Linked DNA regions of Mus musculus: region 2 is linked to region 1. The links are chromatin contacts, called in public Hi-C maps. All regions are on one chromosome and are shown on one strand. Each heading gives the region's core, a stretch centred on a gene start, on an enhancer-like site or on the middle of the called end of the contact. The rest is flanking DNA. Distances are from core to core; before and after follow the strand shown.

The links. A called contact is a pair of places that touch in the nucleus more often than the background predicts.
Region 2: a contact with region 1 is called in a Hi-C map of cerebral cortex, with 4 times the contacts expected there. The contact joins two enhancer-like sites. A contact is called at or near these places in 1 of 15 datasets of contacts at CTCF or cohesin (pro-B cells), 48 of 484 Hi-C or Micro-C datasets (the AML12 cell line, B cells, the BV-2 cell line and 30 more), 2 of 115 datasets of contacts at active chromatin or transcription factors (both in embryonic stem cells) and 4 of 9 other capture datasets (adipose tissue, embryonic stem cells, liver and 1 more).

Annotation. Positions count from the first base shown.
Region 1 is chr17:46,523,710-46,527,810 of GRCm38.p6, reverse strand. It overlaps Cul9 (cullin 9), which reads left to right. Exons shown (of 41, transcript NM_001081335.2): 12 at 1,003-1,249; 13 at 1,327-1,432; 14 at 1,876-2,103; 15 at 2,365-2,455; 16 at 2,574-2,745. Among named protein-coding and RNA genes, the nearest start is that of Cul9, 21 kb to the left of the region's middle. Within about 2 kb of position 2,045, at least 27 of the 459 cell types and tissues checked have an H3K27ac peak or open chromatin away from gene starts, as enhancers often do. A contact at or near this core is called in cerebral cortex, where this site is marked.
Region 2 is chr17:46,589,776-46,593,790 of GRCm38.p6, reverse strand. It overlaps Ptk7 (PTK7 protein tyrosine kinase 7), which reads left to right. Exons shown (of 20, transcript NM_175168.4): 2 at 1,989-2,276; 3 at 2,930-3,032; 4 at 3,340-3,530; 5 at 3,629-3,779. Among named protein-coding and RNA genes, the nearest start is that of Srf, 36 kb to the right of the region's middle. Within about 2 kb of position 2,185, at least 27 of the 459 cell types and tissues checked have an H3K27ac peak or open chromatin away from gene starts, as enhancers often do. A contact at or near this core is called in cerebral cortex, where this site is marked.

The sequences.
Region 1 (4,101 bases), core at 796-3,295:
AAGGATACAAGAGTCTTCAGGAAATGACTGAAAGCTTTAGTGCTCAAGCTAGAGGTGTTTTTGAGAGGAGGGTAGGAAATGTAATATGTAATGTTATGGAGCCCAGGCTAGTCTCGAACTTGGGATGTTCTTGCCTCAGTCTCCCAGGTGTTCACAGTACCTGTGTGCATCTTCATGGCATGCCTGATCTTTTTTTTTTTTTTCTTTTTGGTTTTTCGAGACAGGGTTTCTCTGTATAGCCCTGGCTGTCCTGGAACTTACTCTGTAGACCAGGCTGGCCTTGAACTCAGAAATCTACCTGCCTCTGCCTCCCGAGTGCTGGTTTTTTGTTTTTTTTTTTTTAAGATTCATTTATTTTATTTATATGAATACACTGTAGCTGTCAGACACACCAGAAGAGGGCATCAGATCTCATTACAGATGGTTGTGAGCTACCATGTGTTTGCTGGGAATTGAACTCAGGACTTCTGGAAGAGCAGTCAGTGCTCTTAACCACTGAGCCATCTCTCCAGCCCCTGGCATGCCTGATCTTAAGCAGAACTTGTTGACCAAAAGGAGGACTATCATCAATGTTATAAGATATTTTTATGTTTTAAAAAAATAGGGTAAAAATGCAGGCATATGGACGCGGACCACAATAAGCGGTATGCATCCTTGAGTCTGTGTGTCTGAAGCCTCACTCAGCAGTTTGGGGATGTTCCCATCACCACAGTACTGTGTACATAGCTAGCGTTTAATAGTGGGCGGTGACTGGGATGCCGTTAATGCAGCTTACACTGTAATTGCTTTCCAAGTAAAGTTAGGTCTACATTGGGGACCAGAAAAGAAAATTTCATATACTCTGATAAGCTATGATACAGACATCCTCAATGTGGAAAGGAGGTTTGCGGGGGGGGGGGGGGGGGAGGGCAGGGGGCAGCTTCTTTCTGGATGGCACTGTTTGTGGGTTTGACTGATCTACAAAATGCCTCTCGTTTTCCCTCTGGTGTGTCTGCCCGGCAGTACTGGAGACACCAAGCACCCAGGGTCAGGATGGGTCCCCCGAGTCGCTCATCCGGTCCCTGGTGGGTGACCTGTCAGCAGAACTCTTCCTTGACTTGGAACGCGTGCTGTGCCATGAAGGCAGCCCTCCAGCTGCCGTGAGGCCCCTCCTCAGGCGCCTCCAGCAGGAAACGCAGCCATTCCTCCTGTTGCTGCGGACTCTAGATGCCCCCGGGCCCAACAGAACTCTGCTGCTCACGATACTCAGGTAAAGAGTCTGTCCAGGCTCCGTGCACAGGGACTGAGCGACTGCTAGCGCTTTACATGTTTCCTTCCCTTCCCCAGGGTCATGACCCGACTGCTGGATCATCCTGAGACAATGGTCCTCCCCTGGCACGAGGTCTTGGAGCCCTGCCTCAACTGCCTGAATGGGCCAAGCAGTGACTCTGAGGTACCAGATTCCTAGCAGAAGTTGGGGCACCACCTGCCTAGGGAGGCTCTAGAGGCTCAGTGGATCTGTGTAGGTCTGAGGGTCTCAGGGCACTGTGGTCTCTGGAGGAAGGAGAGGAAGGCTGGTGTCACTCAGCAATCCAGACGGGCCTTGCTGTCTCCGAGCCAGGGTTTGTACATCATGGAGTGATGTCAGACAAAGGCTAGCCCTTGGGGTAGTTTGATCTTGGCAGGAAGAAGCCTGTGACACTACACCAGCTGCACCGCCAGCTGACTCTGAGTCCCAGCGCTTCCATTATACTGTTCCAGTCTCCTTGTTCCTCTCCTGGCCCTGCAGACCTCCTCAGTCCCTGCCATTCTTCTTCCTTCAGTGGACCCAGCCCTCGCCCTTACCCTCTCTGTCCTCTCTTTCCTGGAAACTCACCCGTGTGGCTCTGGGCTCAGGTTGTCCAGGAGGTGACCTGCTTCCTGCACCGCCTGGCTCTGATGCAGAAAGACTACGCAGTGGTGCTTTGCTGCCTGGGAGGTAAGGAAGCCCTCTCCAAAGTCCTGGACAAGCACTCCACTCAGCTCCTGCTGGCCTCTGAGCTGCGCCACCTGGTGGCCGAGTGTGAGAAGTACTCGCAGCTCTGCAGCAACCTCACCTCGAGCATCCTGGCAGGCTGCATCCAGGTGAGGAGGGGCTTGTAGGTGTGGAGCTGAGAGAAGACCAGAAACAAGGGGTGGGCTCTCCTTGTATCTGTCTCTGGGATCCCATGTGGCAGCAGTGGCAGCAAATCTGGGCTCCTGTCCCTAAGCTTCCCCCTGCCCTCCACGGTCCCATCAGGACTTGGTGAGAAGGGTTGAGCGTTCTGGTCCCTCTTGGCCTTCTTCCCTCTGTGCATGCTTCTGACCTTGTCCGCATCCCTTCCCTGCCCTGTGTTCTGGCTGCAGATGGTGCTGGGCCAGATTGAAGACCACAGGCGAACCTACAAGCCCATCACTATCCCCTTCTTTGATGTGTTCCTCAGGCATCTCTGCCAGGGTTAGTACCCTCAGCCATGTCCCTGGCTCCCACCCGCTCGGCACTTTCCTTCCCACTCTCTGACCTTTCCTTATCTCTGACCTTGCTGTGACCCCCGGCCCCTCCTCCTCTCCCCCAGGCTCCAGTGTGGAGGTGAAGGAGGACAGGTGCTGGGAGAAAGTGGAGGTGTCCTCGAACCCACACCGGGCCAGCAAGCTGACGGACCGCAACCCCAAGACCTACTGGGAGTCCAACGGCAGCACTGGCTCCCACTCCATCACCTTACACATGCACCGTGGTGTTCTTATTAGGTGCGAACCCATTTGTTTGCACATGTGCTCATACAAACTATCCTACTGTGCACCAATGTTATCTCCCGCAAAGCACCGTCCCACAATGCTCTTTGTAAACTCTGTCCTTGTAGGACATTTCAAACTCATTTGGTGCATGACTGGCACATTGGCCTGTCTGTGCTCGGCTGTGTGGACATCCCACTGTCTGAACCCAGTCACTGGCTCCTAACAGATCCACATACCACCATCTTGTGCTTAGAGAGCAACAGTCTGCTTACCTGCTCGTGCCGTGGGTGTTTGTTCAGTGCCAAGAATGCCACACACTGCACTAGGCTCTGAGGGAACAGGGACAGTCAGAGATGAGGAATTTGTAGTTGGGGAGCCAGGCTAGCGAGTCAGTCAAGAGAATCAGGCTTGATAGTGCATGTATATAATCTCATCACTCAGGGAGTTGAGGCAGGGGGATCAAGAATTCAAGCCCGGGCTCCATATTGATATCCTGTCTCAAAGTGGGGAATAAAAGAGGAAACAGAAATAAAACAGCTTGAAGCGAAAGCATCATGGTGCAGGCACAGTGACGTGGCTGTTGCCCCTCTCCCTGGAAAGCTGAGGCAGGAGGCTGTCTTGAACCCAGCCAAAGGCATTCAGGTCAATGTGAAGAGAAGAGCCTCCTGGGAGATAGAGGGCCAGGAGAGAGGGTTCCGGGGCCAACGAGGGTCAGAGAAGGCTTCCTTTCAGGAGCTGTTGGCTGAGCTGAAGCCTGAAGCTGAACTTAGCTCAGTAAAGAGAACTCAGTGGCACCCCAGGCAGAGGCAGCGTGCAGAAAGGAGAAACGGGATGCTGCAATGGGCGTTTTAAAATGCTGCTCAGGCGGAATGAAGGGGCGTCATGGCAGCAGGGGAGCAGCCAGGAGAGCAGGCACATTCAGACTGTAGCTCTGTGAGGAACTTCAAACCTTGTTCTGAAACTTGGGGATTCGTCCAGGGACTTTAAGAAACTAGTTTCTTTTTAGTTGTTACTCAGGTAACCCTGAAGATTAGGGCTGGAGGCCAGAATAAAGGGTGTTGGGAGGTGTGTGCGGTCTAGTCTGGAAGCTGAGGGTGCCTGGTGTGGTGGCACACGCCTTTGATCCCAGCACTTGGGAGGCAGAGGCAGGCGGATTTCTGAGTTCAAGGCCAGCCTGGTCTACAAAGTGAGTTCCAGGACAGCCAGGGCTACACACAGAAACCCTGTCTCAAAAAGTAAAAACATAAAAAAATAACAAAAGAGGGGCTGAGGGAGCAGAGCCGACTGTGAGAGGCTGAGGTGTAGAGCCTACAAGACTTGACATTGGTTGGTGAGGGAAGCTGTGACCAGGTAAGTGGCCTATTTCTT
Region 2 (4,015 bases), core at 936-3,435, 66 kb before region 1:
ACTGTCATAGGTGATGTCTCTGCTCTTTGGTGAACATCCTGGAGTTATGGGTTGAGGGTCCCAAGATTTGCAGAGGACCGTGGAGTAGAGCTGATTCTGCCAGCCACAGGTGGAAGTGGGCAAACGCGCCTGATGCCAAAGCCACCCTAGACATGAATTTTTCTTCAGGTCACCCAGTGTTCTCTGAGTGTCTTTGTGAGCCTGGTATTGTCTGTGGGAGGCAGGTCTGCCACACTGCCTGACTGTGAGGAAACCGACTCACCCTGGTAGGCTCAGATGTTTCCAGGAAGAGCGTGAGATGAGGGGCTGGCTTCTTTAGGTTTTGGGCATGGAGTTGTAACATGTAAGTTGTCTGACCTTTAGTTAGTCCTTCACATTTCTGGGCCTGAGTTTGCACACAGTTCCATACCGCAAAGGTTTTGTACCATGATGTCTAGTGGGGACAGGGCCACACCCCTGTGGAGTATTTAGAAATGGATGGGGAGTGTCTGCGTTGGCACAGTAACCAAGGTGCCTAAAGGCATGTTTGTTAACTGGCACAGTGGGTGGGATCACCCTGCTTGGTAGAGAATTGGCTTGCGCAGAGAACCAACAGGACCCCATTGAGAAGGAAGAAGGGTGCTTTGGGGACATTTCCAGCTCCCTGAATGTTTTGTGTTAGGGGTGGTGGGCCTTTGGGAAGGTTGGAAGATAGACTGGTTTCAGAGTAGCCTCTTATCTGGGCTGTTAGTCCTGTTAGATCCTAGGACTTGTATTGACATACAACTCTGAGAAGGCAGAATCTCGGGCTGAGGAACCAAACCTCATCTCTAGGGTCTTTAGGGAGTGTTGGCTGGGCTGTGACTGCTCCCCAGTGACTTGGCCCTGAGCCTGCTTCTTCCTGGTGGCTGGGAACATCTCTTCCACATTTAAGCCCGCCTGCCCGCCCGGTGGTTCCGTGACTCTGCCAGGCACCCACATGGCATAAACAAAGCCTACCATGTTACCTGTGACACTGCTGTAACTATGCTCCCCCCCCCCCCCCCCCCAGAATGCCCAGCCCTGCCCTGCCCCGCCTAGCCCATCTGCACAGCACAGGTGCTTGCTTTGCCCCTGACTCTGGTTCTGCCTCTGGTTGCGGGGGTGGAGGCTCCTGTTCATAGTTGTCCCCCGAGTTGGGACTAAAGCTGAGTGACCGTGCGCAGGAGGCTTTACATACAGATCTGTGGCCTGACAGACCGGATATCAGGCTGACCTCAGTACATCTTGGCCTTTGTGTCTTGAGAACTTCCGCTTCTCCAGTGAGAGGATGACGTCTCGGGGACTGCAGAGCACCGTGGATGGGCTTCAGAGCCACAACTGCCTTAGTGGCTGGTACCCTAGGGTTCTCTGGCTAAGTCAAGATCAAACTTTATTCTGTGCCTTCCCTCTGGGGTAGGCAAGGGAGGGTTGGGTTACTTTTCCAATCCCCTGGTCCCTAGCCTTAGCATCAGAACCTAGGATCTGGTCTTGTAGGTCTGGGGCTCTTGTCTTTGGGAAGCCGGGTGTGATCAGCCCCACCCAGGCCTCAGGGCTCCCTTACTTACGGGAGCCAGCTTTCCACATCATCCACTTGGCATTTACACAGACATATCTTGTATATTTGTCCATCCTATAAGTACACTGTAGCTGTCTTCAGACGCACCAGAAGAGGGCGTCAGATCTCATTACGGATGGTTGTGAGGCACCATGTGATTGCTGGGATTTGAACTCAGGACCTTCGGAAGAGCAGTCGGTGCTCTTAACCACTGAGCCATCTCACCAGCCTGACCGGGGACATTTTTGTCTGGATTCCAACACAGTTGGAACTCCTCCGAGGACCTCTGCAACTATAGCATTATAGCATTGTTATTTGTGCCTGTTTATTGACCAGCCGTCCGTGGTCTCGCCCCGCTCCCCCCCCCCCCCCCGTGTTAGGATGGAGGCATCAGCTCCTCCTGACCCTGCTTCTCCCACGTCTGCGTCCGCAGGTGCCCAAGCCGCTATCGTCTTTATCAAGGAGCCGTCCTCCCAGGATGCACTTCAAGGGCGCCGGGCGCTGCTCCGTTGTGAAGTGGAGGCTCCGGACCCGGTGCACGTGTACTGGCTGCTCAATGGGGTGCCTGTCCAGGACACGGAGCGACGGTTTGCCCAGGGCAGCAGCCTGAGTTTCGCAGCTGTGGACCGGCTCCAGGATTCTGGTGCTTTCCAGTGTGTGGCTCGGGATAACGTCACTGGAGAGGAAGTCCGCAGTACTAATGCCTCCTTCAACATCAAATGTGAGTGAGAGCCTTTGGAGGGAGGGAGGGAGGGAGGGAGGGAGGGTGCTGTGCCTGGTGTGCAGCCTTCAGCCTCAGCAGCTGAGGCCTGGGAGCCTCTTCCTCGGTTTCTCCTGCTGCCAGTTGAATGGGGCAGAGAGAGTTCATTTGTGATACTGCTTGTGTGGATGAGAGGGAGTTAGTAGGCTCCTACTGCTTCCTTCTCTCCCTCCTTACTTTTCTACCATCTTTGCATCTTCTCCCTCACCCTGTCCTCTCCTCTTCCCTCTCATCCATCTTTCCAAACCCTCCCTTCCCTTTTCTTTGCTATAGATTGGACCTAGGGTCCCATACACACTGAGCACATACTAGTACCACAGACAGAGTACCGTCCATCTTTCCCGCCCTCCCCCACTGCTTCCAGTCTCTGTCCCTTTTATCTACTGGAGGCTTTCATTGAAGTCCTTGGCGTGTATTAAATTTGACCCATCAGGGACAAGGCGTGTGCTCTGTGTCTGGACCCACAGTCTTGGCTGTGGCTTCACGGTACTCGTGTGTGTGTGTGTGTGTGTGTGTGTGTGTGTGTAAGACGGGTACATGCCTAAGGGCTACGTGGTGCCCTCCTTCCCCTCCATCTTCCCACCTATGCTCTGCAACTGTGGCCTCTGCTCTAGGGATCGAAGCAGGTCCTGTGGTCCTGAAGCACCCAGCCTCAGAAGCTGAGATCCAGCCCCAGACCCAGGTCACACTGCGATGTCACATTGACGGGCACCCTCGGTAAGGAGCCATGGAGGACGGGATGTCACCCCAAGTCCTAGAATCCGTGCAGATGGACTTTGCTTCATGCTGGCACCACTCCCACCGGCCTGTAGTAGCTGGAGAAGGGGGAGTACTGCATGAATGGCTCTAGACTCTGGGAACTGAGCAATCTGGATTTGTTTGCTTTCACCCCTGAACTAATGTTTGCCCTTACACAGACTGTTTTCCCTTCCCAGGCCCCTCCTCCACTTGTAAACGGGAGTACCCAGTTAGATGTCTTATCCTGTACCCCCTTTCCAAGCTTATGAATGCCCATGTCCTACAGGCCTACCTACCAGTGGTTCCGAGATGGGACCCCCCTCTCTGATGATCAGAGCACCCACACCGTCAGCAGCAGGGAGAGGAACCTGACCCTACGGCCAGCCAGTCCCGAACATAGTGGCCTCTACTCCTGCTGTGCCCACAATGCCTTTGGCCAGGCCTGCAGCAGCCAGAACTTCACCTTGAGTGTTGCAGGTGAGCCTGTGGTGGGGATGGAAGAGGGGAGGCAGGGCTAGGAGGGGCTCACTGCCATGCCTGCTCACCTCCTCCGCGCCCGCCTCCCCTTGCCACAGATGAAAGCTTTGCCAGGGTGGTGCTGGCACCTCAGGATGTTGTTGTAGCAAGGAACGAGGAGGCCATGTTCCATTGCCAGTTTTCAGCCCAGCCACCCCCGAGCCTGCAGTGGGTCTTTGAGGACGAGACTCCCATCACTAACCGAAGCCGGTAAGACGTCTGGGTGTGATTCGGTCCATGTCCAGACACTAGAACTTTGTCCTTCATGAACTTGTGTTTCTTCAAGTTCTCAGCAGATGGCAGCAAGATGTCCTAATATCACTGAAAAGGCCTTCCCAAGGGAAGGCTCTGGGAAAATGCCTTCTGTCATTCCCACACGGACGCTCCATGGTTGGACCTGGATTCCCTTCTCTTGTTGTCCGCATGGGTCATCTGGGCTGGGAGAG